2 separate regions of the Mus musculus genome follow, and region 2 is linked to region 1. The links are chromatin contacts, called in public Hi-C maps. All regions are on one chromosome and are shown on one strand. Each heading gives the region's core, a stretch centred on a gene start, on an enhancer-like site or on the middle of the called end of the contact. The rest is flanking DNA. Distances are from core to core; before and after follow the strand shown.

Region 1 (5,965 bases), core at 1,172-3,671:
GATTAAAGATATTCAACTGGTTAAATCTAAGTCAATAACCCCAAATCCAAAACCCCTGAAATCTGAAATACTTTGAATTCCAAGCATTTTGGATGAGACAAACCCTGTCCTGTCTGAGTGTGCCTGTCTCCATTTCCAACTTAACATCCTGGGGCTTGTGAAAGTGGGCTAAAGTTGGCCAGCCCCCGGGAGATGGAACTGTGGATGAATCCAGGCTTGAGATACATTATTTTTATTTGCTTCTACCCATAGTTCACGTTTGAAGCAGGATCATACTGCTGAAATTCTAGAGTCGCTTAAGTAAATGAAGCTTTGTGTCTGGAAACGTCAGATCCAAATGACTTATAAACTACAGCACTTGAGTTTTTGGTGGTTCTGGCTTCTAATACTATGCCCATCTTAATTTATTCCCTGTAATCGATAAGTACACACTGATTTGTCCAATCTACTTGAGTATTTTACAAGCCACACTATATGAAGATAAGAAATCAAAACCTTTTTTTTTTTGTTGTTATGAATGTTCTTGAAATCATGTGGCATATTATATTTGCCAAGCAGACAGCTACTGACAATACACCTTGTATTTGGTGAATTTTCAAAGGAAAACGATTTTTTTCCTTTCTCAAGATAAGGACAATATCAGCCTCATAAAACGTTTATTTATCCGTGATGATTTATTTGCTCATCAGCTCAAGCCTGTTGCCCAAACTCACTGACTTCCACCAATGGGTCCCCGTAGGAGACAGTGGTGGGCTTCCCTCTCTGCACCTCACAGCACTCACTCACCAACTTCCTCACTGTGCTAATGAGCTTTTCCTCCGTGCTCACCCAGCTCTTGTTGGGGGTGCTCAGTGGTGTCGTTACAGCTTATTGAAAACCGAAAATCATGTCCTCAGGAGGGCTGACTGCGGGCCTGGAAGGGGAAAATACAGTGCCTGTCTGGGAGTTTCTTCAGCATTGAGAGATGCTCAAACCCTTAGGAGGAGACTGGGGAATTTCCCCAGTCTTCCCCCCCATCGCAGCACCCAGGCAGAGGCTGAGCCTAGAGTTGGCGGTAGAGAGATGCCTCTTCAGCCACTGGGAGGCCTCTGCACTCCGTTCCCCGGCGCCTGGCTGCGATTACTCACTGGAGCAGCGGCACCAGCCTTCCACCAGGGAGCCCGAGCTCCCGCCCTCCTCCCCCATCTGCAGCCTGCTGGCTCCCTCTCTCTCTCTGTCTCACTCTCTCTCTCCCTCTCTCTCTCTTTCTCTCCCTCTCGTATCGCAGCACAATGAAAGCCTGTGTTTCGCCGTGAGTCCGAGGAGCGGGAGTCGGTGTCAGGAAAGCGCTCGGAACAGACCTGAAAGAGAAAGGAAAATACAAGCGACTTTTTTCTTCTCTCCCCCCCCCCCACCCGCCCCATCTATAAAGCGAAGCATTACAAGAGATAGAGCCACATTGCCTTTGGGAGTCCAGACCCTCTGAGCCACTGGCCGGGCATGGAATATACAAAACTGGACAGAAAAGTGGCTGGACATGACTCGGTGCAATTTGCTGGAAGTTTGTAAGTTTGACCATCGTTTGTAAATTACTCTCAGAAGACTTTGTCTGTCTTGATACTGTATTAGAATAGAAGTGGGGAGGGGGAGAGGAATAAAAACGTAAGTGGGAAAGGGGGAAATGTGTTGAAGGAGCTCAGTAGCCAGCCACTTCAGACTGCTTTCATTTAAGACTAAGAAACCTAAGAGGGAATCGGGACTTTTGCCGGTGATTGGATTAGCTTGAAGAAAAGAGCATGGTTCTGAAGTCCAATTACTGACGTTGTTAAGACTGAAAAGCTGTCTTCTTTGGGGAGAGGACTACATCCTTCTGTCCCCCCACCCCGAGGAGAAAACACCAACACCGGAGGGAGAGGAAGGGACGGAGAAACCAACATAGTCTTCTCTGATTTCGCACAGTTTGAACATGACTTCGGGAGCCTTGGGAAACAGTCCTGTTGTTTGTTTTTTAACCTGAGGAAAAGTGAAGGCTGCCGGTTCCACAGCCCCCAGGAGAAATGTGTTTCTCTGCAGAAATACCCCTATAAATAATTTCCCGAAGCAGCTAGGTGAGGGGGAGCCCGGATCTCTAGTAATGACTCTATTGATTCCTTTTGCTACGTGCTTCTGCCTCTTCCTTGACAATCCCTGAATTCTTGAACTGTCCCCTAGACTTTGTGTTTACAAAGTACCTAGAGGCTCTTGTCAGCCTGGTGGGGGAGAAAAAAAAATCTACCAACTCCGTCCAACTTCTCCTGAGCTGTCAAATGCAATTAGAGTAAGTTGATCAGGGTTTGTTTCCAACTTCCTCTCTCCAATTGGTTTCTAATCTTTCTCCCCTCCCTCTTGTTACTCGCTCCCCTCCCCCACACCCTCTTCACTGTCTCCCCACCCTCTGGAGACCTCTATTCATGTGCCCTGAACACTGAAACCAGCTTTGCCTGCAATAGCCAGCACCAGCCTCTTGCACCTCACCATCCCAGAGGCAGTAATCATTGTGTCCAACAAGATGGGGGACACAGCGCCCCCGCAGGCCCCCGCAGGAGGGTTGGGAGGGGCTTCTGGGGCGGGGCTCCTTGGAGGGGGCTCAGTCACCCCGAGAGTGCACAGTGCTATTGTGGAACGCCTGCGGGCTCGCATTGCTGTCTGCCGACAGCACCACCTGAGCTGTGAAGGACGCTATGAACGTGGTAGGGCTGAGAGCTCAGACCGAGAGAGGGAGAGCACCATGCAGCTTCTCAGCCTGGTGCAGCATGGTCAGGGGGCAAGGAAGGCTAGCAAACATGCTAAGGCTACAGTCGCGACTGCCACTACCACAGCTCCTCCACCGCCCCCTACTGCCCCTCCTGTGGCCTCCCAAGCGGCAGCCACGGCCCCACCACCTCCACCAGACTATCACCATCACCATCAGCAGCACCGGCTGACCAGTAATGATAACGGTGGGATAAACCGAGAGCAGCCGCCAGCTTCGACCCCGGGGGACCAGCGGAACTCAGCCCTGCTTGCGGTAAGGCACCTGTTTTTCTCCTATGATTCTGGCTGTAGTCATGTGGCCTTTTGCGAAAGTGGTGGCTGTCTTGGCCTCGAATGGAATGGATGGCCATGAAGAAGCCAAGATACCAGTCCCTCAAAAGTTGCTGGGTATGTGTGTGTCGTTGTAAGCTCTCATTCTTAAAGCTACCCGTGCTCATTGTCACTGGACTACACCCAAAGGGTGAAGAGGTAAGAGCCTGGGTTCTCCAGAGGCTCAGAGTCCACAGTTTGTGAAAGAAGACCTTACAGCTGAAAAACCCTTGAGAACCCTCTGCTTTAGCATATTGACTCTGATTAGGCCCAACAAGACATTCTTTACTTGACAGGAACTTAGCTCAGTTGACCTTGTTCATCTTGCCCCATCCTCCTTCCCCTTCTTGTGACCTTCCTCTGGAGTTAAGGGGTGTCTGTGATTGACTATTACTTAACAGTGTCCCCAGAGTTTTAAACAAACATATGGGGAAATACCTCACAGACTACTACAGGAGTGCTTGGGAAGAGGACTACCAGGGTCCTCACAGGCCCCCCCATCCCAGGCCCCAATTCAGTCTTTATTTTGGATCCTCAAATTGAGCACTCACGGAAGCACTGGGGGCTGGTTACTGCGGTTCTAGGAGGCACCATGTCGTCTTCAATCCCTCCTGGTAACAGCACACCAAACCCTAAAGCCTGAGTAAGTTTCTGACTGGAAGTGTTTTCTCAGAGGCTCAGGCAACACCCCCACGCACACATACAGACCCCACAGAGCTTTGAGTCATCATCTTGGTCAGGTGACCCACTGCTGTGGTGTTCCGGCTTCTTCCAAACCGCTAAGCCATTAGCCTTTCCATAGAAGTGGGAAGTCAAGCCCACATGCTTCTCCTGCTAAGCTCCCGAAGTTCTCTGACTGTTCATGGGACAACTGCTGTCTGCCTAAGCCAAGCCTAATGAAAGGCACAGACAGAGAATGGCCATGGGAGCCCCCAAACATTCAGAAAGCCCCAAGGAAGCATGGCACTAAGAAGTTCCTGAAGGAGGAGAAGGCCTGTTCCAGCCAGCCCACGACTTCTTCCTGGCTGCTCTTTCCCATGTCTTTCATCTGCGGTGATTCCCATGGCTCCCAGAAAGCTCTGGGGACTGAGACCGCCGCTCTTCTTCCCCAGAGGGTAAACGTTTTTCTTGGGCTACCTAGAGCTGTGAATCCGAACCCCCAGGTCCAGATGAAAACTACCTATCCATAATTACACTGGCCTGGGCTTTATCCCCGAATGAAACTATTCAGTTTATACTGGAGTTTCTAGGCCTATCTTCCTCTCTTTCCCACCTGCTCCATCCTCACTTCTCCCTGGAATTCCCAGCTAAGGGGAAGTTTGTCTTCTGGAAGAGAGATGCTGGGGAGAAAAGCAGGGGTGGAGTGAGGTTTGTGTTCATGTGCGTGTTACCAGCATCTGCAGCCAAAAGGGACTCAATGCCTTGATTGTCCCCAGTAAATTTATAATCTGTCTGCAAGTCTCCCGATAATGTGGCTTTGTGTGCTTCAGAGTCTCCTGGTGAGTGCTTCTGGGGATGACACTGAGAGCCAGGAGCCCCGGCCAAGCCCAGAGGGAAAGCATGATCTCTGCCCTGGATGCCAGGCCTAGAGAAGCCTACACATGGACTTTTCCTGTGTCTTTCCCTTCCAGCCCCAGCAAGGAAGGTGGCATTTCCCCCAAGGCCCTCCTTGGTTTTTGCTTCTGTCCAATTGGGAGGAAAGTTGGTAAGGTTCTCTTCTGCTGGAGTGTTACCAGATGCAAAAATGAAACCAACTTCAGTGGTTCTTGTAACTTTAAGTAGCCCTGCCCTCAGACATCGGAAAGGGAGGCAATGGTGTCTGGCCTTGCTCCACTAAACAGTTTGAAGCTGCAAAAAGCTGGAGGTGTTTGATGTGCCACCCTTTCTCAAGGACTCTCTTTTCTCTCTTCCACTGACCAAATAGCCCCTCGCTGGAATACCCTCTGTGAGTGTAGGGATGAAGCCAGGAGGTTTGGTGTAAGTTAGGAGAGAAAGGAGGCAGCTCTGTTCTCATGCTCACACCCAGATTAGAGTGTTTGCTATCCCAAGGGTTGCTCTGACACCCTTTGTAGTTATTGGGAATTCCCTCTGTACTTTAGCTTCTACGTGTGGTACTTTGTTTCTTCTCATGTTACTCTGCTCTTTGAGGCAAGTTCTATATGAAGCTCCTGCTGCCCCTGTCTGAAGGGGCCAGGCATTCAAGAGTCGCACTCAGAGGCTCTCACTTTGCTTGGGCATCTTTTGTGTTGAAAGCAATGTTAATCATCTCAAAGGACCTCTGCTGAGATTGCGTGTCAGAACCCTTAATTTTATTGCAGCTCTGTGCGTAAGCAGGTTTATGTGGTCTGGATGTGTTACTTGCTAATGTGTATGCTATAAGTGCCCAGGAATGCCCTTTGGAGAAGAGAAAAGTATTGATCACCTAAATTAAAATATGCATGGTGTACGCTGGTGAAGTTCTCTAACCAGCATGCGCTGTGTGGCAGCGCCTTGGGCATCATCAGTACTACCTGCCAAAGAAAGGAGGGAGGACAGCTTCTGTTCGGCAGGGTAAGGTTGTTTCTAAGGGTGTTCTATGCAGAGAATATATACTGTCTGGGCTCTTTAATAGCTAGAGTGTAAAGAACAACGCAAGAATAACCTCTAAGTCAGTTCTAATTCTGTCCACTTGAGAGCCTAATTCTGCTGCCCTTACTCAGCCAGTTTCTTCATTTAGCTTCAGCTGAGGGGAAGCCCCACTTCTGTGGAGCCTGCAAACACAGGGCCTCACAGAGGGCTAAGATTGTAGGGCCCTGATGCTTTTCTAGCCACTCAAGAGAAGACTTTACCACTAAGTCACTTTCTGCTGACATATGTTTGAATCTTTGAATGAGCTGTAAAACTC
Region 2 (5,506 bases), core at 247-2,746, 300 kb after region 1:
AGACACTGGCCCTGCTCATTGTGAACCCACTCCTCTGCACCATTTTCTTTCTAGCCTTTGTGCCTTCCTCAGTACAACAGACCTTTTGAGTGAAGGTATTCCATATACTAGGCAGGGTTCTAGGCTCCCGGACCTTAAGCTGGAGAAGTCCGCCTTCACACCCCGGAAGCACATAGGGCTATCCTGGAGCCCTTTATATTCAGAGCCTTGTCCATCATCCCAGGGTGCTTGCCTTCTCCTGCCCTTGGAATCCTCTGTGACTCAACTCTACTTATACAGACTGCACCACAATGTAGATTTCACACCTGTTAGTTGAATTACATAGAATGGCAGTTCTTAGCCACCAACATTATTTCTTGGCATAGTGAGGGTAGTGTAGAGAAGTCTTTGATTGGTAGGAATTTTGGAAGACAGTGGGAGTCTCTCCAGGATGGATGGATTTACCTGGCAAAAGGTGATATCTTAGGCTAACCTCCTTGGTCTTTTCCAGACTCGTTGTAACTTTTGTTGTTTATTGATCACAGAGTTTACTCACTGTTGGTGAAAGGTAATTTTGGCAACAGGGTGTAGTTAGATTCTGGAAGCTTTCAGACCATTTAATTTCTAAGGGTCTTAGCTTCTCTAAGAAAAGGGTAACGTGGTGTCAAGGCAGTGGTGAGACAGATATGACTACTGTTTGTCACGTGCCTTGTTTCCCTGCATTCCTCCATTCCCTTCCCTTGCTCAGGTACTTGCTGAAGATGTGTCAGTACTGTGACATGCTCTGAGGTCATCGGTAAGTCCATGGCCACTAGTGAAGTCTGGGAACTTGCAAAGCTAGCCTTGAATCCATGCCTTACCAATGTTCTTTTTGCTCTTCTTTTACTCCTCATTTTCTCTGAATTCTCTTCCCTTTGGAAGGCCCCGCTCTCACATCTGGTCTGACTTCAAACTTTCCCTAAATGGTTTGTGCTTGATCTCATACATACAAGGTTAGACCTTACCCTCTGGGTCCGATGCAATCCATTCAGATACCTCGATGAACAGCTATCGATTCAGTTCACCATATATTATTATAACTCAAAGATTGCTTGCTGACAGCTTCGCCTTTGCTCTTTAAAAACAATTCATTGGTTCTTGTTTGATTGTTTATTTCTCTGTGTTTCTCCTATATGATACCACAGTATGTTGTACTTAGTAGGGCCTTGATACAGCCACTGTTGAATGGCTGTACTGATAAGCTGAAAATCAAAACCGTCTTCTCTTTGCCATACCTAGGGATCAGTACCACACCCCAACAAGCAGAATGCATTTAAACTAAAAGGAGTCAGTTGTTGGGTGAAAGCAATTTGGAAACCTATTTTATTTTTCCACCCTCTTCCTCCCAATCCTACAGATTCCGAGGGTTCAGCACCGTATGTCCCCGTGGCTGAACACCAGAAGGCTTAGCAGCTGAGCACAAAACCTGTCTCCAAATTGCACACACACGCCAGGACCTCCTACTTGCTATGTTGTTAGGGCAGCATGGAACACAGAAAAGGTACACTGTGCTACAGGCTGGCTGGCAGGGTCCTGTTCCAGTTCAGGGAAGGCTAAATGAAGAAGAATTGTGTTTTGCAATGTGGCTCTTCAGTAGGAGTACCTGCCGTCTCTGGCTTTTCATCCCTGCAGGGCGGCATATGTTGTATCTTGAGTGCCTTTCAGAAACCTACCCAGTCAAAAGAGATATGCTCATGTAGTGAGAATCTGACCAGGAATTAAAAGCATGTAGAATACAGGCAGATGTCCTTGCTCGCTCTTACAGCAGCACACAGAGAGACAAAAAACACTGTCAGCCTCCAGCAAGAAAAGCAAGTGGTCCATTCCATCTCCACAGTCCCTGAGCCCTCACTTGTAGCTACCCTTTTTGCAGGCTGGCATCTGTGCCCCCCACCCCAGCCTCTGGGAAGGCTTTCCTGACCACCCCACTAAACTTAGCACACTTGCCCGTTAGTACACTGTGCGTTTTCCCCAAGAGTCAATCACTTCTAGGCATTTTTATAGTCATCATTGTTATCCTGTCCTATTTGATGCCAGTGACTTCATAAATGCCATGACTACTCCTTGCAATTTATGAGAACAAAATCTCTATAGGACAGAGTCTAACACATAGATACTAGTGTCGATAGCATGCCTGTGCTGGCCAGATTTCACCGAGGTAACATGTGGCACGTGCATCTAGTTAATTGTGATCCATGCTTGTTTGGAGGATGCTTGTAGTTAAGCAAATGTCCCCACCTCTACCTTATTGACCCCCTGAGTAAAATGCTCAGCTTTGACCTACCTGTGAGCCCAAGGGCCCCTTCTTGCCTCTAGATCTCCAGTCAGAACTTCATAGAAGGCCAGGGGTTCCCCATAATTCTGTGCACTTATGGCTCTTGTGCCACCTTGCTGCCTGCTCCACCCATTCCCATCTGCTACTTTGCCATTTTAAGATCAGACTCACTGGCTCTGTATTGTCCTGGTATGCTTCAGCCTTGTCATACTAGTTAAGAGATGAACCTAAGCCTGTGTCTCCTGATAAGGACATTGAATGGGACCCCCATATCTGCCATTTAGCTGTTCCTCGACATCAGCACAGTCCAGTAGAGACAGGAGCTTTTCTGATTAGTGAAACTCTAGATGTTACTTCTTGACTTCTAGGAATAGTTGGGGGTTTTCCCCATAAGGTCCCACTCGTCCCTGAGGAGATGTAGGCAGTTGGTGCTTGCTGTGGGGACAGAGATCATATTCTTTAGTGGTGTAGTCACTGGTGAGATGCCCTTGCCCAACTGAATAGTCCTATCACCCACACCTATGCAGGCAATCCTAGGGAAATGCAGTGGGCCACGCTAAACAGATGGAAAAGGCATAGAATAGCAAGGACATTGTTGGGAAGAGAGAAGGGCCTTGAGGGGAGGGGGCTAGAAGATAAGAGAATATGCTCGTTGCAGGGTGGTGCTGGCTTCCCACAGACAGGTGCATTGTTTTTACTCAGACAAGAGGAAGGACTGTGGCAGATGGACAGCACCAGAGCTGTTCTGTGGACTCAAGTGGCTCCGGCTCTGCAGCAAAGCCATGTCGGAAAGCTGGTGGGAGGCTGGAATTGAAGGGGAGAATTTCATCAGAGTTGGGATTTTTACATGAGAGAATGAGATTCTCCTAGTTAATAAGCTGATATGTCTGTCTTATAGGTTTAGGTATTCAAGGAAATTGTTTTAAAGTACCAACTTGAAGTAACTAGTGATCTAAACTAAAGTGATGCAGGTGGTGGAATTCTTGTAGTGTGAGTTTTTGCTCTAAACCACATGATCAAGCATGAGCACCCCTGGCTTGTAAGGAAGAGAAGTGAGGAAGCATATGGCTCTTTTTTTTTTTCTTTTAAGGAACTTTCCATTGTGTTCTGCTGCCCATCCCCATCTCCTCCCCTCCCCAACACCAATTCTCCATCCTTTTTCTAGAAACTCCATGCTTTATTTTGCGCTACAGAAGGGCAACCAAGATCCAGACTATTCATAAAAGAAGAGCACAAATGTATTCTGCATTTTTGTGCAGTGCTGTCTGATTTTCCGTGACTCAGACACAGAATGGGCCCACAGTGCAGAGCACAGAGCTTTCCCTCAGCTGACAGACCCACAGAGGAACACAGCCTTTCCGCAGCAGCCGACCCACTGGCTTTGACACTTGCCCTTGGCTCTCTCTTGGTTTTTGGTCAAAGAACACTTTCCATTAGGCCCAGGATGTTCCTTATGTTACCAAAATCGATGCATCAGACGAGCTTTGGTATAGCAGGTTATCCTCTCAGTCTGCGAAGATTACAGGAGAGGGAACAAGTGTACAGGCAGGTGGGACATGTGAGGATGGAGAGGGCGGGGGAGGAGAGCAGCAAAGTGAAGGTCAGAAGTTCCCTGCTGCTTAGGAAGTAGGAGAAGGCCAGAAGGAGGTTTCAGCCTCCTCCTTAGGTTCTAGGGTGTCACACTGTATCACATTCACTATCCATAACAGTTAGTGTTGAGGGTCAATTTGACAGACTCTAGATGGACCTCTGAGCATGCTTGTGGGGCATTATCTTTGCTACATCAACTGGCGTGGGAAGACCCATCTTAATGATGGGTGGGAACACTTCCTGGGCAGGAGATCCTGGTAGATGTAATCGTGCACGTGTTTGTCTCTCTCTGCTTCCTGATTGGAGATGCAATGTCAAGAGCTGCTTAAAGTCCTGCTGCGTCTACTTGCCCACCATGATGCATTGTACCCACTAGCTGCTTTTTGAAAGTATTTAATCACAGCAAGAGAAGGAGGGAAAAAGCTAAGATACCATCTTTATCTCATAAGCTGTCATCATCTTCAAACAATATTCCTATTGACATTTGGGGAAAAACAAGAACACAAGTAGCACACTCAGCTCTTTGGTCCAGCTGCTTCCAGCAAAGCAGGGCAGTAGAGAGACTCCAGGGACAAAGACCTGAGAGTTCAAGGCCACTTCCTGAAGATGGCAGACTCCACATAGTGCACCCTGCAACTGAGTTCTAAGCAGAAGCCTGATCTTCAGGCCCACATCTAGAAACATTGGAGCCCTGTTTCCTCTTTACTGCTCTGGTTAGGTTAGGGTAGGCCTCATCACTGCATGGCTTCTGTGCTGGTTAGTTTTAAATGTCAACTTGCCGTACCCTAGAATCATCTGAGAGGAGAACCTCAACTGAGGACTTGCGTAGGTCAGATTGCCTGGGGATGTCTGTAGGTGATTCAGGACCACCAGCCCTAAGCAGGTGATCATGAACCCTGGGAAAGCTGAGTGTAAGCTGGTTGGCAAGGCACTTAGCATCCTTGCGGTTCTTGCCACCTTTGACTGTGGAGTGAATTCCTTCGCTGGAAGTCATGGTGTGTGGAATAGCAAACTGGCTCATCTTCCTGCCTTGACTTCCCTCAATAGGGAACTGTGACCTGGAATCGGGAGTTGAGCAAACTCTTGTCTCTTTTTCTGAGCTTTTTTGGGGAATGTAAGAAGGATGACTTCGTGCATGCTTTTTCATGTTCTAGAAATCACTTATTGACACCATTTGCTAATCTTCTCCAAGCCACAGACTGATGCTTTCCTTTCACCTTCCATGCGGCAGAGAGACCTGGTAGTTTCATAAGCTGCATCTATAAACACTCAAGTAATAGAGCTCTGTGATGGGCCATTGTTGCTATAGAAACTTTTTAAGAAAAAGAAAACCTAACCTTGTGATAGACACATAAGAAAAATTGTAAGAAATTAGATTTTTCTCCCTCAGAGAAAAATGTGGCTGGAAAGCTAAAGTCTCTCCTCAGCCTCCTAAAAGATTTGTATGAACAATTTCCATGCCTTGGCTACTAGGCATAGAGAGCTGGGGGCTCTGAATTGCAAAAATAATGTTTTCAAAATCAAAGCCATCTATTCCTTTTCAAAGCCTTCTCTTTAATTATGGAGGAGATAGCCAGCGTATGAGGCAGTGCCATTCTCAAGCACACAGAGGTCACATGCATG

Evidence for each region. A called contact is a pair of places that touch in the nucleus more often than the background predicts.
Region 2: a contact with region 1 is called in a Hi-C map of brain, with 2.9 times the contacts expected there. The contact joins the enhancer-like site here to the promoter of Maml2 in region 1. A contact is called at or near these places in 1 of 39 promoter capture datasets (neural stem cells), 5 of 484 Hi-C or Micro-C datasets (the Ba/F3 cell line, bone marrow-derived macrophages, brain and 1 more), 21 of 115 datasets of contacts at active chromatin or transcription factors (the 230-238 cell line, bone marrow-derived macrophages, craniofacial prominence and 16 more) and 4 of 9 other capture datasets (adipose tissue, liver, macrophages and 1 more).

What each region holds. Positions count from the first base shown.
Region 1 is chr9:13,295,537-13,301,501 of GRCm38.p6, forward strand. Maml2 (mastermind like transcriptional coactivator 2) reads left to right here and starts at 2,422. Exons shown (of 5, transcript NM_001013813.3): 1 at 2,422-3,025. The coding sequence starts at 2,528.
Region 2 is chr9:13,596,410-13,601,915 of GRCm38.p6, forward strand. The region is part of intron 1 of Maml2 (mastermind like transcriptional coactivator 2); the gene reads left to right. Gm51666 (a long non-coding RNA gene) reads right to left here. Exons shown (of 3, transcript XR_003948103.1): 3 at 1-3,097. Among named protein-coding and RNA genes, the nearest start is that of Gm51666, 11 kb to the right of the region's middle. Within about 2 kb of position 1,497, at least 9 of the 459 cell types and tissues checked have an H3K27ac peak or open chromatin away from gene starts, as enhancers often do. A contact at or near this core is called in brain, where this site is marked.